Linked DNA regions of Rattus norvegicus: region 1 is linked to region 2. The links are chromatin contacts, called in public Hi-C maps. All regions are on one chromosome and are shown on one strand. The core of a region is the stretch at or near the end of the contact, and the rest is flanking DNA. Distances in the headings are between cores, read along the strand shown. Region 1 overlaps Ppp3ca (protein phosphatase 3 catalytic subunit alpha). Region 2 holds the start of Ppp3ca (protein phosphatase 3 catalytic subunit alpha).

What was found. Hi-C and Micro-C count contacts between places; a contact is called where the count stands out from the background.
Region 1: a Hi-C map of psoas muscle shows a contact between it and region 2, with 2.0 times the contacts expected there. The contact joins the enhancer-like site here to the promoter of Ppp3ca in region 2. A contact is called at or near these places in 1 of 12 Hi-C or Micro-C datasets (psoas muscle) and 1 of 1 datasets of contacts at active chromatin or transcription factors (oligodendrocytes).

What each region holds. Positions count from the first base shown.
Region 1 is chr2:228,092,129-228,098,315 of GRCr8, forward strand. It overlaps Ppp3ca (protein phosphatase 3 catalytic subunit alpha), which reads left to right. Exons shown (of 14, transcript NM_017041.2): 11 at 5,257-5,341. Among named protein-coding and RNA genes, the nearest start is that of Ppp3ca, 260 kb to the left of the region's middle. Within about 2 kb of position 1,708, at least 11 of the 93 cell types and tissues checked have an H3K27ac peak or open chromatin away from gene starts, as enhancers often do.
Region 2 is chr2:227,836,171-227,841,814 of GRCr8, forward strand. It overlaps Ppp3ca (protein phosphatase 3 catalytic subunit alpha), which reads left to right and starts at 3,437. Exons shown (of 14, transcript NM_017041.2): 1 at 3,437-3,700. The coding sequence starts at 3,643.

The DNA of each region.
Region 1 (6,187 bases), core at 458-2,957, 250 kb after region 2:
GGAGAACCACTATTCCCTGCCTTCTTGTGGCAGCATACACTTCCCCGTCACATGAAGACGGTCAGGACATAGGCACCATGGCTCCCAAACCTGCCCTCCCACTTGTCTCTCATACCAAATTTCTTCCAAGCATAGGTTCACCCTCTCCATGTTTATTGCAAAGCTATTAGAACGTTGAAAAGACTGTATAGCCTACAGCCGTGTGCCCATCACTTATTTTCCACAGCTAATGTTTGATACAGATAGTAACGCATCCAGTCACGAGTATTTTTTGCTTCTGTTACCTGCATTATGTTCCATTTCTGGAGACTTCTCGCTTTAGCTTCGCATCCTGCCTCCTCTCCTTCTCACCCAACGTGACCATCACTCAGTGTATCTAGACTCCATCCTAGTTGAACATCTAGACGCAGACTTTCTGAACGTTAGTGGGTGTCGCACACACATTGGAAAACTATGGGGAAATGCTCCCTATGTCCCTCACCCTATTCTCCCTACTTCACAAAGGTGCATCCAGATCGTCCAACCTTTACTCCCAACTATTAAGTATCACCGTGTTGTAACAGCAATAATGTGCTGTAAAATGTTTAACAACCTTTCCTCCAGGGGAGGAAAAGACGGTAGTTTGAACCATTTGCAGGTTTCCACAGCATACGTTATCGATTGTGGCTGCTTTCAAGGCGCCTCTTGGAAATCTAGAGACAGACCTACGAGCTCTCTTCAATGTCCTCGTGCCAGCTGGCCTCCGTGAGCTCCAGCACACGGTTGCCACCTACACTGTGTTTGCCACAGGCTGTGATAGTGCTTCTCAGGGTCCCCAAGGACAGACTGTGCCTTATTCATCCTTCTGGTGCTAAACACAGCATGCTGTTACTGCAGACACATGTGATGTGTGAGTGAGCGATTTGGAGAGCTATATTCCTAACAGCCTAGTTTGGCTTACCTGGGCTTGTAGCAGTTGCAGAAGCTCCACCATGCTATGACCTGAGTGACAAGGTCAACATCTCCTTCATGGTGGATACTCGATGTGGTTAGAACCTCTTCATTCTGACACTCCCCACACCCCTGCAGTGCTGTTTGCAGCCCTGGCCCAGGCTGAAATCCACCTGTGGAAGGTGGCGGCATTTACTCAGCAGGCAGAGTGGCACAGATACCTTTCTCCTGGGGGAGAGCATTAGCCATGAAGAGCAAAAACACTGTACAAGGAAGTCTTTAAATTGCTTTAATCCGTATATTGGCTTCCCCACCTTTGAGGAAAATAGTGTGTGGGGTCGCGTGATTCCAGAAATGTTAGACTAATACCTAGACATAGAAGAACTTCAAAGATGAAAAAAAAGGAAACAAGAAAAAAAAGCAACGTGATAATTATTAGAGTAGAAGCATAAAGTGAAATTTTACTTTGAAATGACTATTTTCTCAGCTCATGAAATAATCCCTTTCAGTTTGGGACTTCCAAAGTTGGAATGGATTATAGTCTTTTCAGTTTTTACATAAAAGGTATTTTATATATCTTCTTCACCTACATAACCATGGCATATGACCACAATCAAGGCAAAGTCTCAGCAAGAAGCTTTAATATAATATATTTGTATGTGGCAAGTAAAAACGTGTCTAGAATGCACACATTTAATGTGCTGACCTTTCTGCCAAGATGCAGAATGAGACACTCATAGTGGGGCGCGCACCAGGAGGGTAATTCTAACTGGAAGGCTGTGCGCGTGATAACTGTCCCTCAAGTGTAATGAGAATCCATGGCATTCGTGGACAGTAACCTGTCTGATACTTTGTGCTTTGTGAAGTTGCGATCACATGAGATGAGTTTGGGACTTTGAGTAATTAAATGCATATCTAATGTTACCACCAGGAGAAATGTTTGAAGACGATTCTTGACAGATATGACGGCTTCTAATACCTGAAGCTTTGAAGTAGAGCCTGGAGGTTCGTACTGAGCTTTAGATCAGCCTGGGCTGAGCTAGAGGGCAATACCGTGTCTGGGGCACAGAGGATTAATTATAGTTCCACTGTCTCCTCTTGAATCTTACTGGTACACTTATTTCAATTTTTGAATCAACGTAGTCTAGTTTTATGAAAAGGTTGAAAAGACTTGTGTAGTATTAAAATTTTTTGAAAGAGACTTTTTCCTTAAGAAAAGTTCGATGCTCGCCCTCTATTGGGGGATATGACCATGCATAAGTGAGAAGAGTATGTGTACATACTGGGCGATAATTCACTTGATAGGAACATGTAATCAGTAGCATGTCGATTGGGACTGTCAGAATCCCCATCTCACACTTGAAGCCAGATACTGAACATTCTTCTGTGGGTCAGCTCCCAGAGAGCTGAGCAATGTGCTTCTAAGTCATTTATTTTCCTCCCTTGCCTCCTTAATTCTTCCTTTCCATTGCTCTGGCTATGGTTTTTACGAGTCCTCTAGTGGAGGGTTTTTTTCTGTGAGCTCATTCTTCTGTATTTCTCACTCGATTTTATTTTGCATCTGACCCTTCTCTTTTCTCATAAATATGTGCAGCTTCAGTTCTAGAACTTTAACCACTCCTCGCTACTTTTCTCGTTTGCATTTCTAAATATAGTCACCCGTGTTGGAGCGCTCTCACACTTTCCGTCCTGTGTGTCAGTGGATTAGTTTCATGATCTGGCCGGATCGTATGCTGGACACCGCCAGAGTCTCTTACCCTGCCCAGCACATCATGACCTCTGAGAAGACTGGTCAGTAGTGGGTAGGAAACATTAAAAGAGGGGCCAACGGTTAGACTGAAATCAGAACCGAAGGAAAGAATTGGTAAAACAAGTAGGGAGGTCGTCTGCAGAAACTACTTCTATCCCACTTAGAATTGTTGTTGTTTTGTTGTTGTTTTGTTGTTGTTGTTATTTTATCACAAGTCCTTTGGTAGTCTCAGTTATTAATCACTAGTGATCTAAACATAGTGACTTCTTTCTTCCTTGATCTCTAGAGCAAAATTTGATGTGCCAGAAAGTCTGAATTACCAATTCTATTAGAATCTCAGAATAAGATTTGAGGCAGGCATCATGCACTGTGCTTTCTTCTCTGGCGTTCAGGCCAAGGAATTCTTTATGAGTGGAATCTCATGGCTCTTGGTTACCGTGGACTACATTGGAGAGTAGTTTCCTTCCGCGTGCATTTGAACTCACTCCTTTCAGTGACAGAGAGAAGAGCTGGAAATAGCAACCATACCGATTAGTGCAAGGGAGTAATCTCCATGGCGTGCTTGCCACAAGAGAGAAAGAAATAGGCAAAAAATGTGGGCTGTGTCAGGACAGAGGGATGGGGAAATGATGCCAGCTCATGGGCTGGAACCATCTTCTGGGGATACCCGTGGATCTATGGTATCAATATGCATTCGCATCACCTCTGAAGATTAATCACATAAGCAAAGCTCTCTTCTGTTTTTACTTAGAATTAAAAAAACAAACAAACAAACAAAAAAAAAAAAAAACCAAAGCAAACCCAGCTTTTCTACAGCCATTTCAATATCGCCCAAGCTTTCAGGGTTTTTTCCTCTTCAAGAAATGTTGCGGTGAAAGGCAATTGCTCGGCTCTTAGCAAACAAATGAAAATGATTCCAAATTGTCTTCACAAAGTATTTTCTTCAAAAAGCTTGTTCTTATTAGGCGTTAAGAGAACAAAATATATTTCAAGTATCTGTTATTCTGATCTCAGCAAATCTTAGGAGCTCAAGCTGTTCTTAAGCTCCTTAAGAATACTGCTGATCTGAACAGGAATTGGGGGAGAATAATTGTGTGTGTGTGTGTGTGTGTGTGTGTGTGTGTGTGTGTGTGTGTGTGTACAGGAGATTTTTTTTAAATTATGTTAGACTTCCTGTAAACTCATGTGACAAGATTTCTGAGTAAACAGGTTAAGAGACACTTTGAACTCATAGTTGGTTTTGGCAGATGGGGCATGCTGGTAGAAAGTTCACAGGAAGAGAAAAATGGAGGGCCAGCATTAGCTTGCTCACTTTCCCCTTTAGTTTCTCCATGCCCTGAGCTCATAGGAAGATGTCACTCACAGTAACCTGGAAGTTAACCAAACTGTGAACTCTATTAGTCTCCCAGGCGCTGCTCTAACCAGTCAAGTTGACAGTAGCGACCGTTACCGATGTATTTTCCTAGTTGTTTTCCCCCTTTTTTGGATTATGATCTTAAGAGTGGCTCAGGTAAAGAGGAGCACTTTTTGAGTATTTAGGAGGACCTAGGTTCAATGCACAATAACACCAAAAAAAAAGAAATTCTTAAAAAAATAGTGTTTTTCTGAGTTTTACGTTTTGAGAATTAACAAATACATTTGTCAAAAGTCATGCAATATAATAAACTATTTTAAAAGAATATGTAAGAATATTTAAAAGAATATTAGCAGTTGTTAAGTAGATTTTTTTTTCATTTGGAAAATTCTAGAAGTTATAAAACATACCTGGACAGACCCATGCATCGCTTATGAAAATCTTTAAACCTATTTATATTATTTTATGTATGTGAGTGTTTGCCTATATTAATGTATGTGCACCACATGTATGGTGGTACCCACAGAGGCCAGAAGAGGGCACCAGATCCCCTGAGTCTGGAGTTCCAGATGGTTTTCGAACCAGCATTGTGAGTGCTGGGCACTAAACCCAGACGCACTGCTAATGGGTGCTCTTAAGCACTGAGCCATGTCTCCAGCACTGCACCCTTGCATAGACTTTTAGTGTCTTTTGTACCTTTGTCTCTTGAAAAATTAAATTCAGCTTTCTACATTTTCTGTCAGATTCCATGGCACATGAATGCCTTGGGATACAAGAAGCAGTAAACAGCCCAATGTTCTTTCAGAAAGCATGGAGTAAGCAGGAGCCCTATTAAGTCTGGTGAGCATTTTTGAGAGCCTAGTCGTCTCCCAAAGTCATCGTCCAACTTTGAGGTAAAGAGTAAAAAGCACTAACTTACCATCTTCTATCTCAGAAGAGAATTGAAACTCACAAACCAGAGGAGAAAGAAGAGCTTCTAGTTGTGGTCTCTGCTCTGTGGTCTCTCCTGCCTCCACCCCTGGGAATTCACAGCAGTTCCTCTGTCTTGAGGGTCACAACTTGGTGTCAATTGCTCAAGTACAGATGTTGGGATTCAGCTCAGAGATTGCCAAAGGGCAGCCAAATGAAAGCAAAACATATCCACTGTTGACTGGTAGAGTCTCTAAGTAAATGTGGGTGGATGAAATGTCACTAACTGAGGAGTTTCTGTTTTAAAATACAGGAGCCACGGCTGCAGCCCGGAAGGAGGTCATCAGGAACAAGATCCGAGCAATAGGCAAAATGGCCAGAGTATTCTCAGTTCTCAGGTGGGTTTACCTTTCCTCCTTTTCTGTTTGGAATACTATCGCACTATTGTCTACGCTATGATACTGTAATACTCTGATACTATAATAAATACTCTGATACTATAATACTATTGTCACATAGCAGCCACCTCAACACTTCCCTCCTATAGTTTAAATGTTTTCCCTGCAAGGTTTCTGCTCCTTGCTTTGTTTCTCTTCTCCAATGGAAATTGTCAGCTCATCCGCATTTTGCTTACCTTTCAATCTGCTAAATCACTTCCATGAAGAAAAGGCAGGTAAATGGATTATGGGCCTTTTTATGCCCCCCCCCGGGGGGGGGGTTGCTGCAGGATTTAAAACCATTTCATAAGGAAAGTGACTGGGATCTGTTCTAGTTTGTGCTCTGGCTCTGGGTAAAGAGATGAGTTTATAGGATGCATTTCACTAGATTTCGAGGAAATGAGCATTAACCGGAAAGCTGTTTGTGTGAACCCTAAAGGACTCACTTGTGTGGTATTAAAGGCGTCTTCTGCTGTAGTTCCCCATAGGCGTTCGTTTGCTTTTCAGTGGATTACGAATCATCTTATTGATGTTATTAAGCATGTGTTTTGAAAACAAAGAGTTGATGGAAGAGACTTCCTGCTCCTTACTTTAATTATCTATTACTAGGTAATGCACAGTAACTATATTTTTCTTCAAAGACCACTTTTAAATATGGTGCAGTTTTTACATGGGTGTTCATTCGTGGTCATACACATTAATGTAAATAGATAGAAATGCTTTAGGAGTTATACATGGCATATGTTTGACAAGTGACTGCTGTAATACATATCTGCCTCTCCCTGTTCCCCTCCCCATCTCTTCTTT
Region 2 (5,644 bases), core at 2,187-4,686:
CTGTATTTTAGTAGACATTTTACTTTGGAATAAAGTAAGTAACACCTGTATATTAATTTCCTAATGAGTACACTTAGAAATTCTAGTGACTAACAAAAAATGATTAGTTCTTCTTTATTTAAAGCTTCATGTAGTCTTTCTAAGGAGGTGATCAGCATTTCTTGATGTTGTAATAATAACGCTTGTCTCTATTGGATTCTGTGTCCAAAGCAGGGTCTTAGAAAGCTCTGTATTCCGCTGCAGGAATTAACAGACAGAAGGATGTGTATCAGGTGTCCCATCACTCTGCTGGCACATCACAGACAACTTTACCCATTTTATCAATACCAAGAACCAATCACATGGACTCATCATGGTCAGGCTGTGAAATGGAATTCCAAATAGGGAAGCTGCTTCCTAGAGATAATTAAACGAAGGAACACCATATTAATTTTGCTTAGTGGATGAAATGCTGTCTTTTAATCATTTTTTAAAAATTTTACCTTCTCTCCATAAGCAAAGGACATTTCCAAAGCTAGTGCCTGAACACCGAAGCTGTCACCTTGAAAATGTGGATTCCAAAATGTAAGTTAGTCTTTGTCAGTTTGAATATGGTCAAGAACTGTTTTAGGACTCTAACAGGGTTTAAGGAGAAAGGGAAAAGAATAGTCATAGCAGAGAGCTGGCCTCTGAAGGGATGACAGGCTAACAGGGATACCTTGGCTATCTGGTTGAGTAGGCTGGGAAACACACACACACACAAACACACACACACACAAAGTATCGGATGATAGAAAGATGTGCTGTGCAAAGTGATTACCGTTTGTTTTCTCTTCCACTCACTCAGACCTTAGCTTGGTGCTGTTCTAGCCAGGGTTCTAGCTGGTAGACTTGCGGTGGACTGAAGGGTGTGTCTGAAAGGTATACATTTGGTTCCTATTTCTGTCATAAAACTTTCCCGTGTGTTTGCTACCTTTAGCCTCTGATCCTAGTTCCAGGGCACCTTGCCTATGCCCAGGGGAGAGTTCCTGTAAATAACAGTTGCATCTGTGTGCAGCATGTGGGGGAGGGAGTCTTGGCCTTAAAATCGAGTATCCCCAGATAAGGTTTCCAGGTCTTTCCTGCAGCAGGCCCTTCTCACCCACAGGTCTTGGCATCCTTCCCTCGCTTCCAGTCATCTGGCCAGGGACCAGCTTCCCAAATCTGCCTTGGCAACTAGCTGTGCTCTAGCCCAGGAGGCTGTTTGCAACAACCCCTAACTGGGGAGAGTATAGAGTCCTCTTGGAGATCATTTTATGTTCCCCGAAAATTCCACTGGGCTATATAGATCTTACTGAAAGCAAGGGGACCTAGAGGTTGCAAATTTAGCTGCAGAAATCTGGCCACCAGGGGCAGCCTCCCTTTGCTGACGGGATGTGCCCACCAACTCCATCCCTTCCTCTGACTAGCAGGCCTGCCTTGTAGCATCCTCCGTTCTAATTTCTTAAGGCTACCTAGTTATTGTGCTCCGGGGCCACCAGGCTGCTATTAAATTTTAGTTTTTCAGACTTGAGTTTCACCTGACCCCTGTGGCCAGAACAGTTCTTTCAGCTCCATCTTCTATCTTCCTAAACTTCCTCCCCTCCAACACAAGCTTTCTTTGTGGAACAGTCCTGGCTGTCTTGGGACTCAGTCTGTAGAACAGACTAGCCTGGAACTTTCAGATATCCTCCTGCCTCTGTCTCCCACATGCTGGAACTAAAGGAGTGCGCCACCAACAGCTTGCTTTATATACCCTTTAGTAGGCCTTTTATTGAGCCCACAGTCCAATTCAGGAAATAGGAAAACCCTGATATTGAAGGAATTTGCAAGTAAAACAGGAAGGACAAGGGTGAGAAGTTTATTCAGCTTTCTTCATAATTTCCTTGCTGGTCCTTGGAGTTGTGGTAGGCCAGTGCCCAGAAGACATTCTGAAGAGAAGTCTCTTCCTGAAGCCAGAACTGTTTGAAAGGATCTACCTGGGCCATCAGCATTTCATACTCTGTCCCTTATTTTCTTTCTTAGGAGAGACTGGTGAGAAACTGCAACAGGCTAAGGCCCTACAGTGACTGACTGGAAGGAGCAGGAGGACATTTAGTGTCACCTACCCACACCAATGACTGCTAGCTCCAGTCAACAGGGAAAAGGCGACCTCTCCTGAATCTTTCTGACTCCTCTTATCCCCTAGGGCGTCCAGGGTCACTGAACATAGCCAGGGTCACATAGGCTCCAGTCCGCTGCCATCCTCCTTGGATAGCCAGTCACCGCGTCCCGCAGCGCCCCAAACACACTTTCGCCTCTTCCCTTGAAGTTGTGCACGCGTCCTAACCACCCCAGCAGCAGTAATCCGCATCCACCTAGCCCAGGCAGAGCTGTCTCCCCAAGGTAAGCTGTTTACTCGTCGCCTTCCTTGGCGATCCTCCCTGGACAGCTGCGGCAGCTACAGCAGCTGCGCCGCTTGCCCGGAGCGTCGGGCGCTCCTTCTTTCTCCCTCCTGGGTCTCCGAACTCACTACTGCGGGCCATGCACACACTAGCAGCGGCCGCGACACACCCGGGAGTGTGTGCGGGACCTCGGGAACCCGCAAGCGTGGTGACACGCTGCAGCCCAGTTCCTCCGGGGCCCTACTCCCAGCCCAGCCTCCCTCCTCTCTGCCCACTCCAGTGACACTTGAGCGGCCACAGGGCGGTGGAGGCTGCAGGCCCGCGGGACTGACTGGCACCCCGAAGAAAACAGAGCAGGGGGCGGGGCGGTCACACAGACCACCGCCTTAGCGATGAGGGATGCGCGCCACAGCCAATGAGCTTGCGATGTGCAACGTGGGGCGGGCCCTGAGGCGGACCCCGAGGAGGAGGTGGCCCTGGCGCTGGAGGCGGGGGCGGTGAGGAGGAAGGGGAGGAGGCGGAGGCGGGCGCGGTGGTGGCGGCGGCCGGCGCGGCGGCGAAGGCGAGGTTGTGCCCCGGACTGTGTCCACCGAGCTCAGCGGCTCTTTCCTGTGCGTGGAGAAGCAGCGGCGCCGCGAGGCAGAGGAGGATCGCGGACGAGCGCGGCGGCGGGACGTCTACGGCTGCCGCGGCCCCGGCGGCGCCCGGCGACAATCGGCGTGGGGAAGCTGCGGCGGCCGCAGCGGCAGCCGCCTCTCCACCACCGGGAAGCCGAGGCGCGGCTGGCGGCGCTGACATCCGCGGCCCTGCCTCTCCTCCCTCGCCCCCGGCCCTCCCCATGTGATCGGTCTTAATCCCGACCGTGTGCGCGCGTGGGGGCTCCATTGCGCGGCGCCCGGTGTCGGTGCCGGGGTGGGTGCTCGCGTGCGCTTCTCCTCCCCATCCCCCGCCCCGTCCCCAAGAATAAAAGAAGAACCGGGAGGCGTGCTCAGAAAATAAATAAATAACCAGCACACACGCGCAGCCCGGAGCGAGGCGGCGGGGCTGGTGGCGGCGGAGGAGGAGTGAAGGCGGCGGCGGCGGAGGAGGGACGCGCGGAGCCGGCAGTAACTTTCGAGCCAGCCCAGAGCCCGGAGCTCCAGCCGAGCGGTTTGCAGCGCGGCGGCGGCGGCGCTGAGTGTCTGGCCCGCCGGTGCGGTCGGGGTGTGCAGTCGGACGGGACCAGCAGCGCGTCGCTGTCCCCCCCTCCCGGTGACTGGAGATGTCCGAGCCCAAGGCGATTGATCCCAAGTTGTCGACTACCGACAGGGTGGTGAAAGGTAAGCGCAGCGCCGCGGCGGCCCGGGGTGCACCGAGTGCCGCAGGCGACCGTCCGCCCCTCCCCCGCCCCGGTTGTCCCTCTCCAGCTAGCGCCGGGGACCTTCTAGGATCTCCTGCAAGAGGCGATCCCCTCCTCCGCCGCGCCCTGCCCCCACACCGCCCACCCGGCCCTAATGGGGGCTTTTATTTATGTATGTATTTATTTTTATTTATTTATTTTTGTGGACCGGGGGGCAGCAGTTGGCAAATGGCTGAGTGGCTGGGAGGCGGTGGCGGGGGTGGCGGTGGCGGGAGGGGGCGCCCGGGGTGGGGGTGACTGCTGGCAGGGTGTAGCTGCTGTGACAGAAATAGGAAGTGGGTGGCTGCTCGCAGGCTTGCATGGGATCGGGTTTATGGTTTGCTCTTTGTAGAGGGAGGGGAGGTGATTTATGGCTTTTAAAAAATTAATAGGGCATTTTTATGTGGCCGTGGCTTGCCGCGGACTGGCTCGCCCCGGCACATTGCTCCAGGCGCTCCATTGCAGCAGTTCCCTGGGCGCCCCCTCCCCCTCCGCGGGAAGGGCCTGCACAGGACTCGCGAGAGAGCGGGAGAGCGTGGGGGGAGCCCAGCTCCGGCTGCCGCGCGCCGCGGGGGGGGGGGACCGGGGCCGCGTGGGGGCAGCGCCAGGCGGGGGACGACCGGAGCCCCCGCCGCCGCCCCGGGATTTCCCCGCAGGCCCGGAGCGACGCGAGCGGTGGTGATCCTCTGTCGACCTCCCTTGCCACCCATGGCTGACTGCCGCCGACCTGTCATTGCTCTTAAAGGGTTCCCTGCTGGTGCACACCTCTGGGGTGTGTGTGTGTGTTGGGGGGAGCTCACCATGCTCCCTTCCCCCAAGCTTCTAACACCCCCTTGGTAACAGGCTATTTGGTTGTCTTTATTGCCAGGGATGACTTGTATGTGTACAACTGGCGGAGATGGCTCTGGGTTGCTAGCTAGGTGAAAACCCCGGGGGATGCTTGGGGTTAGGAAGGGGACAACGTGGTTGCCCTTTCTATCCTTTGGAGGGATCCCACCAGTCTCACTGTATTCCAGCGCTGAATGGGGGAGGAGGTGCAGATTCGAAAGGATTAAGTAGTGACACTTATTCTTGGGGTCAATGTTCCCAGCAAAGCTAAGATGGGCACCAGCCTGTGCAGAGCGGGCCTCTGAAACTGGAAGGAGTGATGGGGGCGGTGTGTGTGTGTGTGTGTGTGTGTGTGTGTGTGTGTGTGTGTGTGTGTGTGTGATGAGATCGGAGACGGTATCTTATGCAGCAGAGCCTTTAGCTAGAGTGCAAAGCAATCAAGTCATTTGCTCCAGGAACACTTACGTGAAAGTAACCCGGCGCCCGCCCTAAGACCATGATACATATTCTCAGGAGCTTTAAGAAAGGATACTTGCGCCAGGGGATACTTTTACATTTGCTCCACATTTAAAGTTTTGAGTTGTGTTGTGTTGTGTTGTGTTGTGCTTTGTGTGGGTGTGTGTTATGTTCTCTTTTGTGAGAGAATAAAATATCTTCACTCCTTTTGGTTATATTGGAATCATTCCTACTTCAAAGTAGGATTCATGGAGCCGTCAAAATAGAGAGGGAATAGGGATAGCTCTGTAAAAAAAAAAAAAAAATTGGTGCCAGATCCTGAAGTGCACAACGGTCTTGTGCGGTGATCAGGATCTCCTTAGTGTGTGATATTTAGGCATAGTTCCAAGGCAAAGATACTTTGTTTTCTAAACAAAGTAATAGTTTACAATTCAGACGACACTATGTGCTGGTAGTAAAAAAAAGTCCTGTCACATTTTCTCTTTTAGATGTCAAACGGGGATTTCTAAAGTGTGTATCTCTAAAATGTAGATTTTCATTGTCATTGTCAGCAAGTAAACTGTGTAAAGCTAATTGCTTGATATGTTTACCAGTTAAGAGG